Linked DNA regions of Zea mays: all the other regions are linked to region 1. The links are chromatin contacts, called in public Hi-C maps. All regions are on one chromosome and are shown on one strand. Each heading gives the region's core, a stretch centred on a gene start, on an enhancer-like site or on the middle of the called end of the contact. The rest is flanking DNA. Distances are from core to core; before and after follow the strand shown. Region 1 holds the start of LOC100216902 (palmitoyl-protein thioesterase 1). Region 2 holds the start of LOC103638924 (probable serine/threonine-protein kinase cdc7). Region 3 holds the start of LOC100192540.

Region 1 (2,564 bases), core at 30-2,529:
GTAGAAAACGTGAATAACCAAAAGTACGATTTCGCTAAACTCCTACCTGGTTTTCAGAAACCAATTCCCATACCTCTTGTTTTGTGTCACATCCTTCTTTTTTGGTTCTTCCTTCTAAAATGAGAGAAAAGTGATTTGATGTGATGTAATGGATCTCCACAAACGCTCGTTTTAGACTATAAATCTATAAACCTGACCAAGCTAAGTAAAAACCTAAAACTTAATTTCTCTAAAAAAAACACGACAAAATATCTTTTGTGGAAACTTAGATATTTTTATTTTCTTTGTAGTGGAGTGAACGATGTCTGATTCTGGTAGCTTCTGTATCGAATACCTTTGCCGTAACATGTTTTCCCCCAACATAAAGCTTTGTTTCTTTCAATATATAAAAGTTGGACCAAGAGACTCTTGGTCAAAAAATAAATAAATAATAAAAATCGGCGAGCCAAATGCACAAGATTCTAAAACGCATATCGCAGGCCCCTCTTTGTATCCTAAAAAAATCAAAACACCGAATTTAGACGGAATAATTGGTATTTTAGCACTCACAGATTGTTGTCTCCTTGCTATTATATCATCTGTGACTATAATTTGCGGGTCCATCTGTGTACTAATTTATGGTGTGGTGGTAAATTTTTGAAGCCCGCTGATAATAATGACAAAATAGCAAATCTCTCAATTTAAACAGAGAAGCCATTACATGCAGTAACCCTTGGAGCCTGACCACTCCCCAAGCATCTTGGTGAAGGATGACAGCCCATCGTTCCCGCACTCGTCGCCAATCCCTGCACGCACCCCGGGTACAGCCAACCATAAGGAATGAACCTGATCTAAGACCAAGAGAAGCAGAATGGAAACGAGGCACGCGAAACCCCAACCGTGTAGGACGACGAAAGGTACACCGGAGGCCACCGGGGCGAGCACGGGCAGGAGTATGAGAAGAAAGGCGACGGCGCGAGGTGGGTCCATCGGCGTCCGCGGCAGGGAGGGGGCTAGGGCTTCGCCTTCGCGTCCCGCACCCACCGCCTCTCTCGACGTCCGGCGGAGTGGAAAAGGGATTTGGATCGTGACTCGTGAGCTCTGAATCGATGACAAAAATCGAGAAGAGCAGAGCGCGAGAATCAGAAGGCGTCAGACATCGAGCGAGAGCGAGATTGGCTACCGTTGTCTGGCGGAGCCCGCACGTCAGAGATACTACTGGAGGGTTGGTGTGCTGGGCCCGAGGCCCTGAGCTGAGTCACTGCCTCACTCCATTGATCTGGTTGTTGGCGCGTTTCGCGTTGATGAGTGACGCCGACTGAGCGAGAGCGAGCAAACTTTTGCGAAGTGCAATGACCTAACAAAGCCTGGCACGCGGGGGCCATACGTTAGAGCCTGAAACGCGGGACCCACGTTCCGTGCCTTCCATAGTTCCATTTTAGATCAACACATCCTTCTCGATCAAATAAAACAAGAAATAGATCAACACATCAACCACATTGCTTGCAAGAGAAGATCGCGCTTTGCTTATTCTTCAAGTTTGTAGTGGATTTTAATCATATTCAAACTTCATTATACAAACAGTTAAAACAGTGTTTTGAGTGACTATATGGCGAGCGGCCCAAAAGGAAAATTGTTGTCTATGCAATTTAGTAACTATCTCCCTCACTTTAATTGATGAATTTGAAAAAACTAGCTGCTCAGATAAAATTGGTTCTTCTAAAAAATAGCAGAGGTGTAACAACCTAAAATCCTATATTTTGAAATACTCTCTAAAGAATAATATAAAAGGTTGCCTAAATAACGGTTTCATGGTTAATTATGAATAGTGATAAACATTTAACTTTGAATAAAGTTATTATTTGATAAATAAAATGAATAGGGGCCCTTAAATGTGTGACTTATTCTTTATTAAGTTTATATGTTTTGAGGCATTTACTTAGAGAAATAAAATAATGATAAATAAATAAAATATAATTTTGTACTATGCTAGAATTTTGATTGTGCATTTAATTTGGAGTTTAAAACTCTACTTGAATATAGATTTTAATGGAGTATATATATATATATGTGTAAAAGAAAATAGAATTAGAAAACTAAAAAAAGAAAGAAAAAAAAGAGCCGGCGGTAGCCTGGATCAGCCCAGACGTGCTATCCCGGCCGGCAACAGTTGAGAAAATTGTCGCATGTTCACATCTAGGGGTGGTAATGGATCGTGATCCAAATGTCTCTTCACAATTGATTAAGACCTTAAATTATTTCTAATTCAAAAATGAATAGAAACAAAGCCCGATCCTAATCTGATTTGATCCTTAAGTTTTATAGTGTAAAATTTGAGGCCCATTGTCACCTCTATTCACAGCCATGGACGGGTAGGCTTCGATGATCATATCCATCGTCCCGTGTAACAGACTACTTAGCCTACATGTATGGTGCACCCTCGTTACTGCGCTACCGAGGGGAGATATGATACGTGTTATTGTCATGGCGGCTTCAGCACTCAACAGCCGTATGTATGTAACAGGGATCCAATCCTCAATTTCTCGCTGGAAATTCCTCCATTAGGGCTTGTTCGGTTATTTTCA
Region 2 (2,564 bases), core at 46-2,545, 250 kb after region 1:
GATGGATCTAGAGGCTAAGGATGCAGAAAGTAATTTGAACCAAACTTCAAGTTATGAAATGTCAAAAGTGCAATCTACTCAGCCGGAAGCATTGACTGTAAGTCGAACCAAAAAGGTCATTGCCAATTTTCTACAGGATCCACTGTTCCAGAATGATACAAAGGTGGACTTCAGAGATGCCGTACGCACGAAAACATTCTTAAATGTATTATTTGTCCCATTGTAGCTTCAGCTATGACTTTTGCTGCTCAAGTAGAATGAACGATTCTCTCTTTACTCATTTTACAGCCTGGAAATTTGCATGGAATGGATAGTGTACTTCAGTTGGTGAGTTCAGTCACACTTATAATGTTTGCTTGGCAATTCCATTCATTATTCTTGTGTTAGACGTGTTTTACTCATTCATCCCAAGTTTAGCATAAAATGTTCTGCCTCAATTCCTTTAGCTACTAAAAGTTCTCACTACATGTAGGGAGACAGTAGAGAACTACTTGGTGATTGGTTATTCTTTTTGGTCATATTGTATTTCTGTGAAGAATAGCTCACAATTGATTGTCTTCCTACCAAAATGCAAGCCTACTAACCGGTTCTGCATTTCTTGCACTTCCAGGTACTGAAGCACCAAAAGGTTATTGAGGAACTGCAGGAGGAAAACGAAAATCTGCGTCAGATTCTGATAGAGGAACTTAAGATTTCACCAACCAAATTACAAATAGGTCATAAAAATGGAGTGAAGGCCTACTATCCATGCTCGGACTGCTTTGAATGTCGCCGCAGAAGTCGGAGAACAACCAGATAGCAGTGGGCATTGCCGTTCTTTGGTTGAGCAAAATTTTGGTCGTTTGTTCAGTAGCTTACAGCTGTTGATTTTATTAGAACGATATCCTCTTTGAGAACCTGCAGATGAGCTCTGATTGTTCAGTACAACTGTCATTACTGGTTTTCATTAGCTGTGTGGAGGCAGGGGAGCACTGGCTGGAGCGTTTGCACCCCCCCCCCCCCCCCCCCCCCAAAAAAAAAAATGCATAACTCATTGTTCTTAAGTCTGAATCTACGAAGGACACGGTGCTCTTGTCGCCCTTCGATCCAGATCTACTTATGCACGATTGTACTAATCTTGTAACTGGAGTCATGTGTTACGCAGTGCTGTACCGTATGGTGTATGTATGCTACTCTGTGCAATACCGACGCACAGATTTGAAATAGCAAGGTAGCCATTCAGAGCCGTGTGTGGGCCCCATGTGTAAAACACCCCGATATCGTTCCGCTGCTGCAGTGGTGTGTACACTTGCCGTGTGGGACGTTGCAATTACGAGCCCGAGATGGAAAGCTCGGGCGGGAAACGGGCGCGTCTTCACACCGCGCAGGCATCCGCCGCTCCAAAAAACTTCACTCGCGAACAAATTTTCCCGCCTCCCATTGCCCTCCGATCCACAAAACTCAATAACTCTAAGGACCAAATCGCAAAAGCATATTCCCCTCTTGTGGAACAGAAGAAGCAAGCGAGAGAAGAACACAGCTCCAGGCCAAAACCTCGCCGCCTCGCCGGCCTCCGCCTCAATTCCATGCCTCGCCAATCAGATCCACGCTCCTCGCCCTCTACTATGGACTCCGGCGGGGGGTCCTCAGCGGACATGGAGCTGGCCTGGCACCTTCTCACCGTGCTCATCCGCCTCGGCCGTCCCGCCGCCGCCTCGGAACTCACCGCCGCCGCTACCGTCGCAGCGCCCTCCATCTCGACGCGCGTCGTCAAGCAGATGTGTTGCTTACCTAGGTCACCACTATGGATCTCTGACGACGGCGTCGTGACGCCCTCCGAGACGGCTATCCTGGCGTTTCTGAGGTTCATGGGGTGGGATATCCCGGGGCCTAAGGTGAGCCTGTGGCCTTCGGAGGTGAGGCGGTGGTCGGGAAAGGTGTCCATTAGGTATGAGCGTAAGCGGCAAGGGTCGGATGCAAGGTGCTTCAGCGCGAAGAGGCGCCGACTACTGGCATCGGCCGCAGGTAGTTTAATTTCTTAGAAATGAGATTCACTCTTTCGTGCTGTATGTATGATAGTTCTCGAGGGCTATCCGTTTCTCTGAGCTCATTTCGGGAGCATTTCTGCAGATTTGGTGGAACAAACGGAGCACCAGTCGTGGCAGCTGGTTGCGCAGACCTGTACTACGGCTGCTACTGGAGAGGTATGATGTCTCTTCCCAGTTGTATGCCTGTTCTTTCATGTTCTAAATCAAATATCTCGAATATCCAAATTGCCAACAAATTTTCAATCTAGTCTTATCTGCTTTCATTTGCTTGTAGTTAGTTTGATTGGGCATTTGAAATCATTTCATTTTTGTTTCCCTTTATAGGCCATCTGCGCAAAATAATAGTTCCATAGTGCTTACTGGTTTTTATTAGTAGGCCTGTCACAATTTCGGAGTGGTGTGGTACATCAGTAGAGTAAATGACATGGGAGATAGCTTGAAGTGAATTTTGGGCCTCTCAATCTTCAAGGCATCATTTTCTTTCTTGTTTTTGGTTGACACTAGTTGAGTTGAAATTCATAGTTGTAATGCTCAAAT
Region 3 (2,564 bases), core at 29-2,528, 160 kb after region 1:
ACAGACCGTTAGTGTTCTATGTAGTCATGTTAGAGTATGTGGGTACGGGATTGGGAGCGATGTTAAAAAATAGGAAAGACCATTTTTTATAGTAACAAAATTGTTTCAAAATTCATATAACTGTATTCAGCAAAAAAAAATAACCCACAGCCGCAAGCCTGCAACTGCAACTGAAAAGCAAAGATTACACCAGAATAGTGCAGCAATGGATACATGTTTCTCTGTATGACGATTGACCCACGTCATATACACCACAAACAACTGTTTGCGATTCCAAAACAACATCACCGGTCTGAAGCGAAGAATGAAACAGGACGGGATGAGTACCTTGCCGCGTGCTCTGGGAAGTGCTTGCCGGGCTGTCGCTGCCGGAGCACGTGGAGGTCGCCGCCGGGGCAGAACTCCATGACAAGGCAGGCGAACCGGTCGGTCTCAAAGTGCGCGTACAGAGTGGGCAAGAACGGGTGGTCCAGCAGCTGGAGGATCTCCCGCTCCGTCTGCGCGCGACTCAGCTTCCGCCGGCTCTCCAGCGACGCCTTGTCCATCACCTTCATCGCGAACCAGCAGGGCCTTGCCACGTCGCCATTTCCGGGGCCTCCCCCGCTGAGCTCCGACAGGTACACCGTCCCGATGTCGCCGCACCCGAGCCTCCGCAGCAGCCGGAAGCTGCCCATCGCGAGGGGTCCCTCGCGCGCGCGCGCCGCGAGGATGGCCTTCCACCTGGGGTCGCCGCCCTTGTGCGGCTTCCCCGCGCTGCCGCCGCAGCCGCTGCTGGTGCCGTTGCTCCAGCCGCTGCCGTCGCTGGCCGCGCTGCTGCTGACGCTGGTCTTGGCGCTGCGGCTGGTGACGGTGCAGCTCGGCGCGATGCTGGTGACCGTGGCCGTGGCGCCGGAGCTGTCGATGCTGCTGTCTGGGCTCGCCGCGCCGCTCGGCGGCCTGGACGCGTCCCACGAGATGACTGGCTTCGGGACCGGCTTCTCCCGGCCGTCGACAGCGACAAAGACGGTGTCCGTCTCGTCCACTGGCTCCGGCGGGTGGCTCGCCCCGGAGAAGGAGCTCCTCGGCGGCGCGTATCCGTCCGCCTCGTCGTCCCTGGACGCAATGCTAATCCTGACCTTGTCGAACTCGAACTCAAGAACCTTCTCCGTCACCTTACCGTCTCCGTTCCTTGCCCCGCCGCCGCCGACGGGAACGCCGCCCATCTGGAGCTCGAACGCCTCCGGGATGAACCGAAACTGGAAGTCCTGGTACTCAGTATCGGATCCCGGATCCAGGGGCGCCTCCAGCACCTGGGTGCGGAAGTGCGTGTGCGTTCTCGTTTGATGTTTGGCGTGCTGTGAGCGCGACGGCTGCATTGAGAGTGTGTGGATGTAACCGACAAAAGAGGTTGGGGAAGTGACAGGAGGTGCAGTGGTGGAGAGGGAAAGGACAGGACAGGACAGCTCGTAGCAGAGGAGAGAAAGAACGCGTGTTCTCCGGGCTGGTGGCCGTCTGGGTCCGGGCCGAGGAGGAAGACACAGCGGCAGCAGAGGCAGCCGGGCAGAGGCGCAGAGGAGAGCAATAGAGCAGTACTGTACTAGCGTTGTCTTTTGCTTTGCTAGGCGTATTCGCTGCTAAGATTAACGTTATTTACCGTTATACTAGTAGCGAGCTTGGCTTGGGTTTGGTGGATCTCGCTTTTCCCAACCTATGATCATCTCCAACAAATTGATTCAAAATAGTGTCTCAAAATTTAAAATGTTTAGGACATTAAAAATAAATTGCGCTCTAACAGTTAAATCCTAAATCATGTATTTTAGTGTGTAAATGTAGTATTAGAAAAGAAAATGTTAAGAATGATATAGAGAAACAAGTATAAGGCAATGTTTGAGGTATAGTATATTTGTGTCATTTCATGGTGTGTTCTATATTTTTCCGGTGAAAATTTGTAAAATAAAATATTGTTGAAGTTGTTTTTTTATGAGTTGAGCTATATATTTTAAAATAGGACACTGATTTAAGGTATTATTGGAGATGATCTAAATAAATCACGATTATTTCTATGATTAGATTATGATCAAATGAACCAAGAGATACTTACACATAAGACCTGATGTATATTAGTGGTTGTCGTCACTTTCTCCGCCTCTTTATCGAAAGAAGCGAGGGAGCAATGAAGCATGGCTGGCCCTGATCTGATCCCAGATAGGTCTTTTTTTTGTGTGTGTGCTGGAAACTGAGGAAGACGACCTCGGTCAAACCGGCGGCTGCGTTCTCGTCCTTTCAGGCGTCGATTTCACGTTCAGGAGCAGTGGAGCGTCAGTGTTAGGGTACAAGGATTCGCTGTTGCTTTATATGGATCAACGCTCGACGGTGCAGGTGCTTTAGCAAGATGGTCACTTCATCCATCGTCCACTTTGACAAATCATTGCTTTTTACGTTTTTCTAGTTTTGTTTCTAGTACTAGATCGCAGAGCTTTCTTTGAAATTTACTGTTTACTGACAGTGGTACCAGTTATTCTTGCTCCCTCTCCCGGTCTCCCCGCGTCGCTCCCTCTCGGGCGGCTTAGGTGTATCCCGGCTAT

The links. Hi-C and Micro-C count contacts between places; a contact is called where the count stands out from the background.
Region 2: a contact with region 1 is called in a Hi-C map of ear, with 2.2 times the contacts expected there. The contact joins the promoter of LOC103638924 here to the promoter of LOC100216902 in region 1. A contact is called at or near these places in 2 of 25 Hi-C or Micro-C datasets (bundle sheath and ear).
Region 3: a Hi-C map of endosperm shows a contact between it and region 1, with 4 times the contacts expected there. The contact joins the promoter of LOC100192540 here to the promoter of LOC100216902 in region 1. A contact is called at or near these places in 5 of 25 Hi-C or Micro-C datasets (bundle sheath, ear, endosperm and 1 more).

Annotation. Positions count from the first base shown.
Region 1 is chr9:120,022,858-120,025,421 of Zm-B73-REFERENCE-NAM-5.0, forward strand. It overlaps LOC100216902 (palmitoyl-protein thioesterase 1), which reads right to left and starts at 1,280. Exons shown (of 13, transcript NM_001143289.1): 1 at 1,163-1,280; 2 at 879-1,080; 3 at 701-785. The coding sequence starts at 969.
Region 2 is chr9:120,270,436-120,272,999 of Zm-B73-REFERENCE-NAM-5.0, forward strand. It overlaps LOC103638924 (probable serine/threonine-protein kinase cdc7), which reads left to right and starts at 1,296. Exons shown (of 15, transcript XM_008661715.4): 1 at 1,296-2,004; 2 at 2,110-2,183. The coding sequence starts at 1,323.
Region 3 is chr9:120,180,280-120,182,843 of Zm-B73-REFERENCE-NAM-5.0, forward strand. LOC100192540 reads right to left here and starts at 1,279. Exons shown (of 2, transcript NM_001137759.1): 1 at 328-1,279. The coding sequence starts at 1,202.